Linked DNA regions of Gossypium hirsutum: region 2 is linked to region 1. The links are chromatin contacts, called in public Hi-C maps. All regions are on one chromosome and are shown on one strand. Each heading gives the region's core, a stretch centred on a gene start, on an enhancer-like site or on the middle of the called end of the contact. The rest is flanking DNA. Distances are from core to core; before and after follow the strand shown.

Region 1 (4,965 bases), core at 1,200-3,699:
ACAATAATGTAAAATATACGAGTGAAATTATAAGAAAAATGTTAACTTTTATTGGAGTGAAGTTATAAATAGTACCCAGCTTTCAAATGTAATGTAAGGATAGCCTGTCGCATGGCACATTTCTTTGTTTCTATGTTTATCCATAAGTGAGACGTTTCTTTGCTTATTAGTTTTTTTAGGGTTTTCATTAGTTTTCTTACGATTTTGCATGGTTTGTGATCGATTACAGCCAGATATGGAGGATGATTTAACAAGATTGTGGATTGGGGGTGGGAAGAGGAGGCTTGGGCCAGGAGGGTTCGAAGAAATCTTTGTATGAATATTTTTTTAATGGGTTGTTTTCTCACAACAAGTGTCGTTCATATTACATGGGCAGAAGGAGTTGCAAATTCGTTATGGTGGTCAGCTTTTTCCACGGTAACCTCATTCTTTTTCAGACCATTACCCCTTATTTTTGGCCACGACCAATGATGAGAGTAAAACGAGGAAGTATAGGTTTCGATTTGAGACATGGTGGAGTTAGAGACCTGTGAAGTGGAGATACGATGGTTATGGGAAAACGACCAAGGTAGTATTCCTATTCGACTTAACTTTCTTACTAAAAGAATGCAGAAATAGGCGGAGCATTTGAAAAAGGAGAAGAAAGGTGTAAGAAAATATCTTTATCGAAAAATTGATCAACTAAGTAAAATGGAGAGAGATGATGAGGTATTGGGCGATCTAATGGATTCAAAGTTGCACTTTAATATGAACATTAATAAATAGATGTTATATTGGGAATAAAGAGCTAGGGTGAATTGTCTTAAGAATGGAGATCATGGTACGACTTTCTTTCATAAATTAGCTACTTAAAGACTAGGGACAAATTACATAAAAGGGTTATAAATGAGTGGAGGGTAGATTACGTCTGATAAAAAAGAAATGGATAATATTGCAAATGAATACTTCTCGAACCTGTTCACTTTTCAAAGGGGTAGGAGATGTAGGTTGAATCCTATTAGTGCTGGATTAAAATATTTTAGAAAGTATGAATTAAGCCCTCACTGTCGAATACAATGTGGAAGAATTATGGATGACATTGAAGGAAATGGCCCCAATGAAAGCATCTAGAGCTGATGGTTTTCCAGCAATGTTTTATTAGAAATATTAGCATATTGTGGAAAGCAACGTTGGTGATTATTATTTTGGAATTATTAATGGAGGTAATTCATTAGAACCTTTAAATACCATGCATATTATTCTTATACTGAAGATTGCTCAGCCTTCTAATTTGTAGCCTTTTCATCCAATTAGCTTATGCAATGTACTTTACAAGATTATCTTGAAAGTTATAGCAAATTGTTTTCAAAAGTTCTTGATGCACGTATTGATGTAGCACAAAGTGCTTTTGTTCCAGAGAGTTTAATTTCAGATAATGTATTACTTGCGTATGAAATATTGCATGCATTTAAGAGAAGGTCAAAGAGATGGGGGAATTTTGCGCTTAAGTTGGATATGAGCAAAACTTATGACAGAGTGAAATGAACCTTTTTATGGTGTAATATAAATAGATTCTTTTAAACTTATACAAGTCATTTTTAGTCTTTCTTTATAGTTTAGTTACAAGAGAGGATTACTTGGGTCAAAACAGAGTACACAAGACCAATGTCACTACATTGAGAAATGGGTGTCGCGACATTAATCTTTTGATGTTGCGATATTAGAGCAAATTAATTTATTGACTCCAATGTTGCGACACTGACTTGTGGTGTTGCTACATTGCTTTGAAGGTTGGATGTCGTGACATTGGGACAAATTGCCCAAAACATAAAACATAACTTAAACTTTTAAAACTAAGTCAAAATTATCTTAACATTTTACAACATTTTAAAACACTTTTAGGACTAAAAATATGTCAAATCATCATTCAAAAACTTCATAAAACACAAGATTATATCCATCCAAGGAAGATTATCCCAAGATACAAAATGATATTAAACATGCATGACGTAATTTTGAAACCACTCAATTATTTTACAACAAAAATTCATATAGTTGTAATTGTATGTACATACCACTCTATTATTAATATCTAAGTTCTATACACTATTCCTTCGTTGAAGATGAGAGGAGGATAAAGATGACCACTTCAAAACAATCTTTACTTACGACTTCAAAAACAATAAAATTTAAAAAAAAAATCAAAAATTTTAATTGAATTGAGTTTGCTTACCCTACCCATATTTTTTGGTACATGATTACTAATTGCATAATATTTTAGTAAATATTAAACAATAAGAAATTTTAAAAAAATAGGGTGAAACAGAAACATAGAAATGGTGGGACCCAGTTGAAGGCGGAAATTGCTGCACAAGCTTCGAACTCTGCAAACCGCCGAAACTTAACAAAACAGAATTAAGCAGTTAAAAATAAATTAATTTCAAATCCTGAAGTGATTCGTTTTAACAAACAAGAACTTCAAGGGTGTTTCCGTAAATTGAGAATCCTTGAGAGAGAGGCCTTGGTTTTGATTTTGAGCTCCCGCTATAAATCCTCGCTGCCGCTTGGCTGCCGAGATACCCTCTCGCTTTGCTTTCTCTTTTCAATAAATTTCCACTTCAATTTTTAAATTTTTAAGGCCTCCAACGACACACACAGAAAGAGAGAGTCAGAGAGGATAATTTTTTAGCAAATATGTTAGTTTATCAGGATATTCTTACAGGTATCAATCTTTTATTTCCTCTTCAATATCTCTCTCTTTTTCCTTGGCTCTGTTTGAATTGTATTTGGGATATCCTCAAATTTTGCCTTTCTTTCAACCCCTCCTTTCTTATATACAAGGATGATGATATTTCAGCATACTTTCTTTTTAATGGTTTGATCTGTGAGGTTTTATTTTTCCAGAGAATTTAACAGAAAAAAAATAAAAGATTTTTTTGTTTTAATTTTTTATTTGACTATCGGTTATCTATTTTTTTTAACGATTTTCTGGGCAATTATTTTCTGTTTTTTTTTAAAAAAAAACCCTGAATTAGAAGATAATATCTTCAAAGAGAATTAGCTAAATGGTTGCCTATTTGATAAGGTTAACAAATGTGGGTACACTGGATTGAATTAAATAATTGTTTTTTAATCTCATAATTGTAAAGTTGGTTAATAATGAGGAAAATTCAGGTGATGAGCTCCTCTCAGATTCTTTCCCATATAAGGAAATCGAGAATGGAATGTTATGGGAAGTAGAAGGGAAGGTTTGAATCTTTTCCCTCTTCATTATTCTCAATTGTCACTCTTAAAAATATGAATTTGGATTTCATTTACTATTTAAGTGATGTATATATTTGGAAAAGTATGAATTTAAGAAATAATTACGAGTGTTATTAACTAATTTGAAATCTAAGTTTTCAGACCCTATCTTAGGGTTGCAAGAATATGTATGGTAATGACTTGAGTAGGGTTGGGTTTTTCATTAAATTTTCAGGATAAGTTCTCTTCTTTTAAATTTATAATTATTTTATTTTTCAAATATAACATATTTTAGGTTTTTTTAATTTTATAAGAATGCAGTAGTTTTGTAAAAATAATATGGGAGCAGGATTGAGAAAATCAGAGTTTTAAGTAAACGAAACCGCTCCGCCTTGTTGCCATTCTTGGTGTTGCGTTTAAACCCAAGAAAAGATAATTTGGTTGATACATGCAGTGGGTTGTCCAAGGAGCTGTGACTGTAGATATTGGCGCAAACCCTTCAGCAGAAGGTGGTGACGAAGACGAAGGTGTCGACGACCAAGCCATAAAGGTGGTCGACATTGTTGACACTTTCCGACTTCAGGTATTAAACCAACCCCCGTTCATCTGAATTTATATCACATAATAACAAGGGTTTGTTTGAAATGATAGGAGCAACCTGCATTTGACAAGAAGCAATTTGTTACGTACATGAAGAGGTACATCAAGAACTTGACTCCAAAATTGGAGACAGCAAAGCAAGAGACATTCAAGAAGAACATAGAGGGGGCAACCAAGTTTTTGCTTGCCAAGCTTAAGGATCTTCAATTGTACGTACTGCTGCTCCAACTCTCAACCATGGAATTATTTTTTAGTTTTAATTTTTTATTTTGCAGTTTTGTGGGTGAAAGCATGCATGATGATGGTAGCTTAGTGTTTGCGTATTACAAAGACGGCGCCACCAACCCCACTTTCCTCTACTTCCCCTATGGCTTGAAGGAAGTCAAGTGTTAATGGGAGTGATAGTCATTGCTGGACAGGTGTAATTCTAGATTTTCATTTCATTCAAGGGGCTTAAAGTTGGGGGTTTACTATTATAATTTTACATTTTTTTTGAGGTTATCAATATATATATATATAATTATACCAGGAATAAATAGCAACTGTATTTTTTCTTTAAAATGAATCTGTTAGGGATATCTTTCTTTGATGGCCAAGTGGCATATGTTGTGGTGGCCAACTTCTAATCTCTCAAATTATTATAATTTTTTCTAACTTTGATTATAAAATATTTAAATTTTTGTAAGTAGTTAAGAAAATGAAATAAACTATTTATTTAAATCACATATTCAAATTATACTATTTATTTAAATCACATATTCAAATTATCATCTTTAATTTTTATTTAAAATAATATAAAATATTATATTAATGAGATTAAAATTAAACTATAAATATATATTTTTTAAAATTAGTATTTACTTTTATCAAATAACATAATTATATTCATTATGAATATTTTACTAATTTAACAAACAATTTTCTTATATAAATTCAATATTTATAAAATTTAATAGTAAAAAATTCAGAATTTTAATTTATCAAACAACACCTTATATAATAACAATTATTTAGAAATAAATTTATATTAATATAAAATATTGTTAGTGTGATTATGATAAATTATAATAAAACCAAATAAACTTTGAGATATTTTGAGAAATAAAAGGTGTATTTTGAGTTTCGAACTACAACTTAAACTTC
Region 2 (4,965 bases), core at 1,160-3,659, 170 kb before region 1:
TTTCATGCACCACTTTAATAACTAAAAGCGTTGTCTTCCCGAGTTGTGTTTAAGCTTGTTTCCACTTTCACTATCACTTCCCTTGTCATCAGTCTTTTGCTCCCACCTCTGACACAGGTTTTGGACAATAAAGTTAATGACACTACTTTGATGGAGAAAAAGAATGAGTTGATTAAACTCATTTTTTCCCTCTCAAATTTATGTATGTAGTTTTTAAAATATCCTTTTCTGGTGACATGAAATTTGATCACATAACCACCGTCAACTAGTGAAGTTTTTCATGCGCAGCTTTGAACACTATACTTGAACCCGTGACTACATAACCACCATCAATTGGGAGCCCAAGTTGCAATGCGACATCTTCTAAGGTGATGGTGCACTCTCCACACGGTAAATAAAATGTATGGATCTCTTAATGTCACCGCATTACCATGAATTTAAAATGTTAAAATTATCACAATGTATTCCTAAAACACCAACATAAATAAATATTTCTCCTCAAATTTCGAACATCCAACAACAAAAATAATTTTTTTCTATTTTCTCCCATTGTACTGAACACTGATTTTTTTTTCTTTTATTTTCTTTTCTCCCGTACTAAACACAAATCTTTCTTCCTCTTTTTTCTTCTAGAAAAAAATTCAACAAAAAACCAAACACTTCAACATATCTAGATTTTGCATCAAAGATGGGGTATATAGTGGGTGGTGTCGCCTAACAGCATGGTAGGATCATCAGTGCAGCTTGATACGTCGGCAACACCACTAATAAATTTATCTATTCCATAAGAAAACACTGATGTTGCCTGACACAGACAACACTTATAAAAAATATTATTTTTCTTATTTTTCTCTGATATTTTTTTTAAATATAACCAATGTCACTTGACAGATCAGTTACACCTATTAAACATTTTTCTACCTATTAAACAAAATTTTGTTCCTTCTTTTTTCCTCCATTGTGAATATTCGTATTTTTTATAGATATTTTAAAAAATATTTAAGTATCATCTGACATAGTAACAACACCCAATTTTTTTAAAAAAATTAATGATTAAATAATAATTAAAAAAAAGAAAGTGATGCCACTGGCAAACATTAACTTCCACTATAACAATCGTCCGTTTGATATTCAAAAACTGCTTAGCAACAGTCGGACAGGTGGGGAATGTTGGGGTGAACCAGAAAAGTTTGGGTAGAGCCGGATCTAAATGTTGGCTAGGTAAGCGTCCTGTAGTAAGAGGAGTAGTTATGAACCCTGTAGACCATCCCCATGGGGGTGGTGAAGGGAGGGCTCCAATTGGTAGAAAAAAACCCGCAACCCCTTGGGGTTATCCTGCACTTGGAAGAAGAAGTAGAAAAAGGAATAAATATAGTGATAATTTGATTCTTCGTCGACGGAGTAAATAGGAGAGATTATTTCTTTCTTCGTCTTTACAAAAACAAAAAAATATATTTTAAAAGAAAAATGGCGCATTCCATATTTTCTCCCTGGTTGATAATAGTGGGTACAATGCAAATAATTTATGCAGCTTCAACATCTCTTGGTCAACGGAATTTTAAAAAAAATAATAGCCTATTCCTCCGTATCTCATATGGGTTTCATAATTATAGGAATTGGTTCGATAACTGATACGGGACTCAACGGAGCTATTTTACAAATAATATCTCATGACTTTATCGGTGCTGCACTTTTTTTCTTGGCAAGAACGAGTTATGATAGAATGCGTCTTGTTTATCTCGACGAAATGGGCGGAATGGCCGTTTCGATTCCCAAAATATTTACGATGTTCAGTATCTTATCTATGGCTTCTCTTGCATTACCGGGCATGAGTGGTTTTGTTGCAGAATTGATAGTCTTTTTTGGAATAATTACCAGCCAAAAATATTTTTTGAGTATAATTTTTCAATTAATATTTTAAGCTTATTTATATAAAAAAAACCAATAAAGACAAAATAATTTTACAAGTTCAAATAAATTTTGGACAAAACTATCTGGACATATGACATCGTCAAAAACTAACAATAATAAGACAGTCCATTAAATTGAAGAACAAACAACTTGCATGTGTGAGCATTCATGCAGACACAAAAAAAAGTTATAGGTTGCAGGACAAAAAATCAAAAGAGAAAGGATTCAGAGTTCTTAAAGGATTCGCTGCCATGTTTGTCAAGAGTTTAGCATGTGACAAAATCATTGTCTAAATGTATGTCTGGTCTTTTGCAGAAGCCTCGAAACCTGTGCATTGCGTGTCCCAGTACACGCCTCCATCCTTCCATCACCATTGCTTGCATTTTAAGGTTCATTTCCCATTCTCTGCATCTATTTCAATTCCCAACACTCACTCGGCCTATCCAATTACCCTTCTTTTTCCGAACCCATTCGTTAAAAGCCCTAACCAAAACCAAGGAAAAAATCCCCCCAGTTTTTAAGGCCCAGTGAATTGAAGCAGCCCAGGTACTGCCATTTTGCTTACCAAAACCAGTCATTTGACTGCCAATTACACCATCTTTGCTTGGCTTTCTTTGACAAATGGGACAGTTGAACCAAGCGTGTGTGTGTTTTCTTCAGTTTCAGACCTTCATTTTGTGCTCCGTACGCTTCTCTCGCCCCAAGTCAACCACGCAAAGTACAATCTGTGTGCATCATTATCATGTTATAATATTAGTCAAAACCCAGACCCATTTCTTCTTCAAAATCACCATTTCCCTTTTGTTTTTGTTTTTTTGTTTTTTTTTTCTCCTGGAAAGTACATTACATTAATCCCCTTTCAGTGGAGAACTCATTCCTTTCTGTGCTCCTCTGTCACTGTACATCTTAGATCAAATAATATAACCCAAAATTGGAAATTTATTCCCATTTCTTTTCTTTTTTTTTTCAAGTACTCGTATATCTACATTCGTTGAAATGTTAAAACATATTTTATAAGGCATCCATTTGTATCCTGTAGAACAATTTATTCACTGGTTAAAAAGATTGACAAACAAATCAATGGATCTAACTTTTTCTTGCAAAATCTGTTGGTTTTACTTCTTACTTAGATATCGTGAATGTAAGAAATTGAACTCATCTCATAATATATTATATAAGGCCCTGCACATATAACTGCAAAACCTACATGTTATCAGAAATATCTTCTCTGCAAATTGATGTTTAACTTGGATGCTTATTTTTTGCGCCAGGAAACACTGAATTGTTTGCGTGAAAGCAAAAAAAAAAAAAGGAAGAAGAATTGATGATTGCAGGTGAAGAGAGGAATGTAAAAGATAAACATATATATGATAGATTACCTTTTTTGTCCTGGTCGACATCTGTAGTTTCAAAGAGGTGAGATGCAGTTGCAGATTCAGTACTGCAATCAGCAATCAGAATGAGAAACTCACGGTGGAGAAGGGGAGCACGTGCAAAGTTCACTTAAACATAGGAACTTGCACGTGCCCTGCTTCTCCAACAAGAGATACTCACCCCCAACCAACCCATCCAAGTAAAGCTTTTCAAGTTCATGAGTTGAGTGCAGAAAGCAAAGGAAGTGACATTTATTTATATACAAGTTTTTCCGAAGAGAGAGAGAGAGAAAAAAAAGAAGAGAGTAATAGAGATTGAGTCTAGAAGTGGGCATTCTTTAAAGACAGAGCTCTGGGGTCTAAGTTTTCATGTATCTATCTATCTGGTTTGTAATTATGAAATTCAGAGATGTTTTAATCTAATTGATATTATGAAACTTTCGAGATGATAATTATAAAAACCACACACTTAATTTAACAAAGATGTGGGGTCCTCTTCCTTGTTGAAATTTCTAAATCTTCATTCATTTTAACTGATACGACCTTGAATTTGACTTAACTGGTTTTTTAAGTGCTTTCTGCCGCCAATACCCATCCCAAATTTATATTGAAACTTTAAAATTCTTGATCTCATCATCAGATAACTTGTTAGCCTGAACTTGGGTTTTCACATCTGTGGTAAAAAAAAAAAAAACATATCTTGACTGTCTTTTATTTAACTCCTGTCAAACTCGAGTTTAATTTGCTGCTTTTAGCATTGTTAAAGCATTGTTAGAAGAGAGAATGGTCCTTTTTCTCTCCCTCTTTTTCATTTTCAGTCACTTAACGTGTCTTGTTGGATAGTTCTAATATGGTATTACAATATTAGTCTTTTATTCTTGTTGTTCAATACCCTCAAGCATGTTTAGATTTTGACAGAGATGGAAACAAGAACCCCAACATGCAAAAAAGTGAAAATTTTGTTATTTGTTATTAAGATCGGAAATAAAGAAAAGGGGGTTGGCAAATGGCAAAGGGCAAACACAGGCGGGTGCAGAAGAGTGTAAGAAAATGCACGTCGGGGGTTGCGTGTTGGACCCAAGTTTTTTATTAAAGATAGAGAGAGAGAGAGAGAGAGAGAGAGAGAGAGAGAGAGAGAGGGGGGGAGGTTTTTTCTTTATCACCTGAAACAATGTGAGAGGGGGTATTAGTCCCTAGGCAGGGGCATAGATAGATATGGTTTCTGGTAGTTTTCATATCTGACCATTTCCATTGTCTTATAAATGTTTTACCAACACAGAAAGTAACCATTTTGATTTGAAAGCAGTGCTGCAATGATTGAACATCCCTCCATCTATCCTCCTTCCCCATTTCTATTTTGTATTGCATTTCAAAAGCCCTTCAACGTTTTTTTATTTAAATTACTCCACATTCATTCCAGATTTTGGTTTGCTCTCATCCGGACTGGAACAAGTTAAGAAGTCATATTTCTTTCTGGAACAAATTTTCCATGAATAAACTCATGCAATCATAAAAGTAACTTCAAAATACAAATCATTACTCAGTCAACATACATGATAATTGATTGAAAATATTATTAGTATCGGTTATCAAGCTAGAAATTTTTAAAATACAAAAAGTAAAAAAAAAAATTAATTTTTAAATTTTTTGGTGAATATAAAATAAAGAATTCACAAAGACT

The links. A called contact is a pair of places that touch in the nucleus more often than the background predicts.
Region 2: a contact with region 1 is called in a Hi-C map of leaf, with 1.6 times the contacts expected there. The contact joins the enhancer-like site here to the promoter of LOC107894847 in region 1. A contact is called at or near these places in 2 of 34 Hi-C or Micro-C datasets (both in leaf).

The regions. Positions count from the first base shown.
Region 1 is chrA13:77,189,758-77,194,722 of Gossypium_hirsutum_v2.1, reverse strand. It overlaps LOC107894847 (translationally-controlled tumor protein homolog), which reads left to right and starts at 2,449. Exons shown (of 5, transcript XM_016820042.2): 1 at 2,449-2,701; 2 at 3,154-3,227; 3 at 3,677-3,805; 4 at 3,874-4,031; 5 at 4,098-4,383. The coding sequence starts at 2,674. The coding sequence ends at 4,215.
Region 2 is chrA13:77,357,160-77,362,124 of Gossypium_hirsutum_v2.1, reverse strand. No RefSeq gene overlaps it. Among protein-coding and RNA genes, the nearest start is that of LOC121212843, 7.9 kb to the left of the region's middle. Within about 2 kb of position 2,409, at least 2 of the 9 cell types and tissues checked have an H3K27ac peak or open chromatin away from gene starts, as enhancers often do. A contact at or near this core is called in leaf, where this site is marked.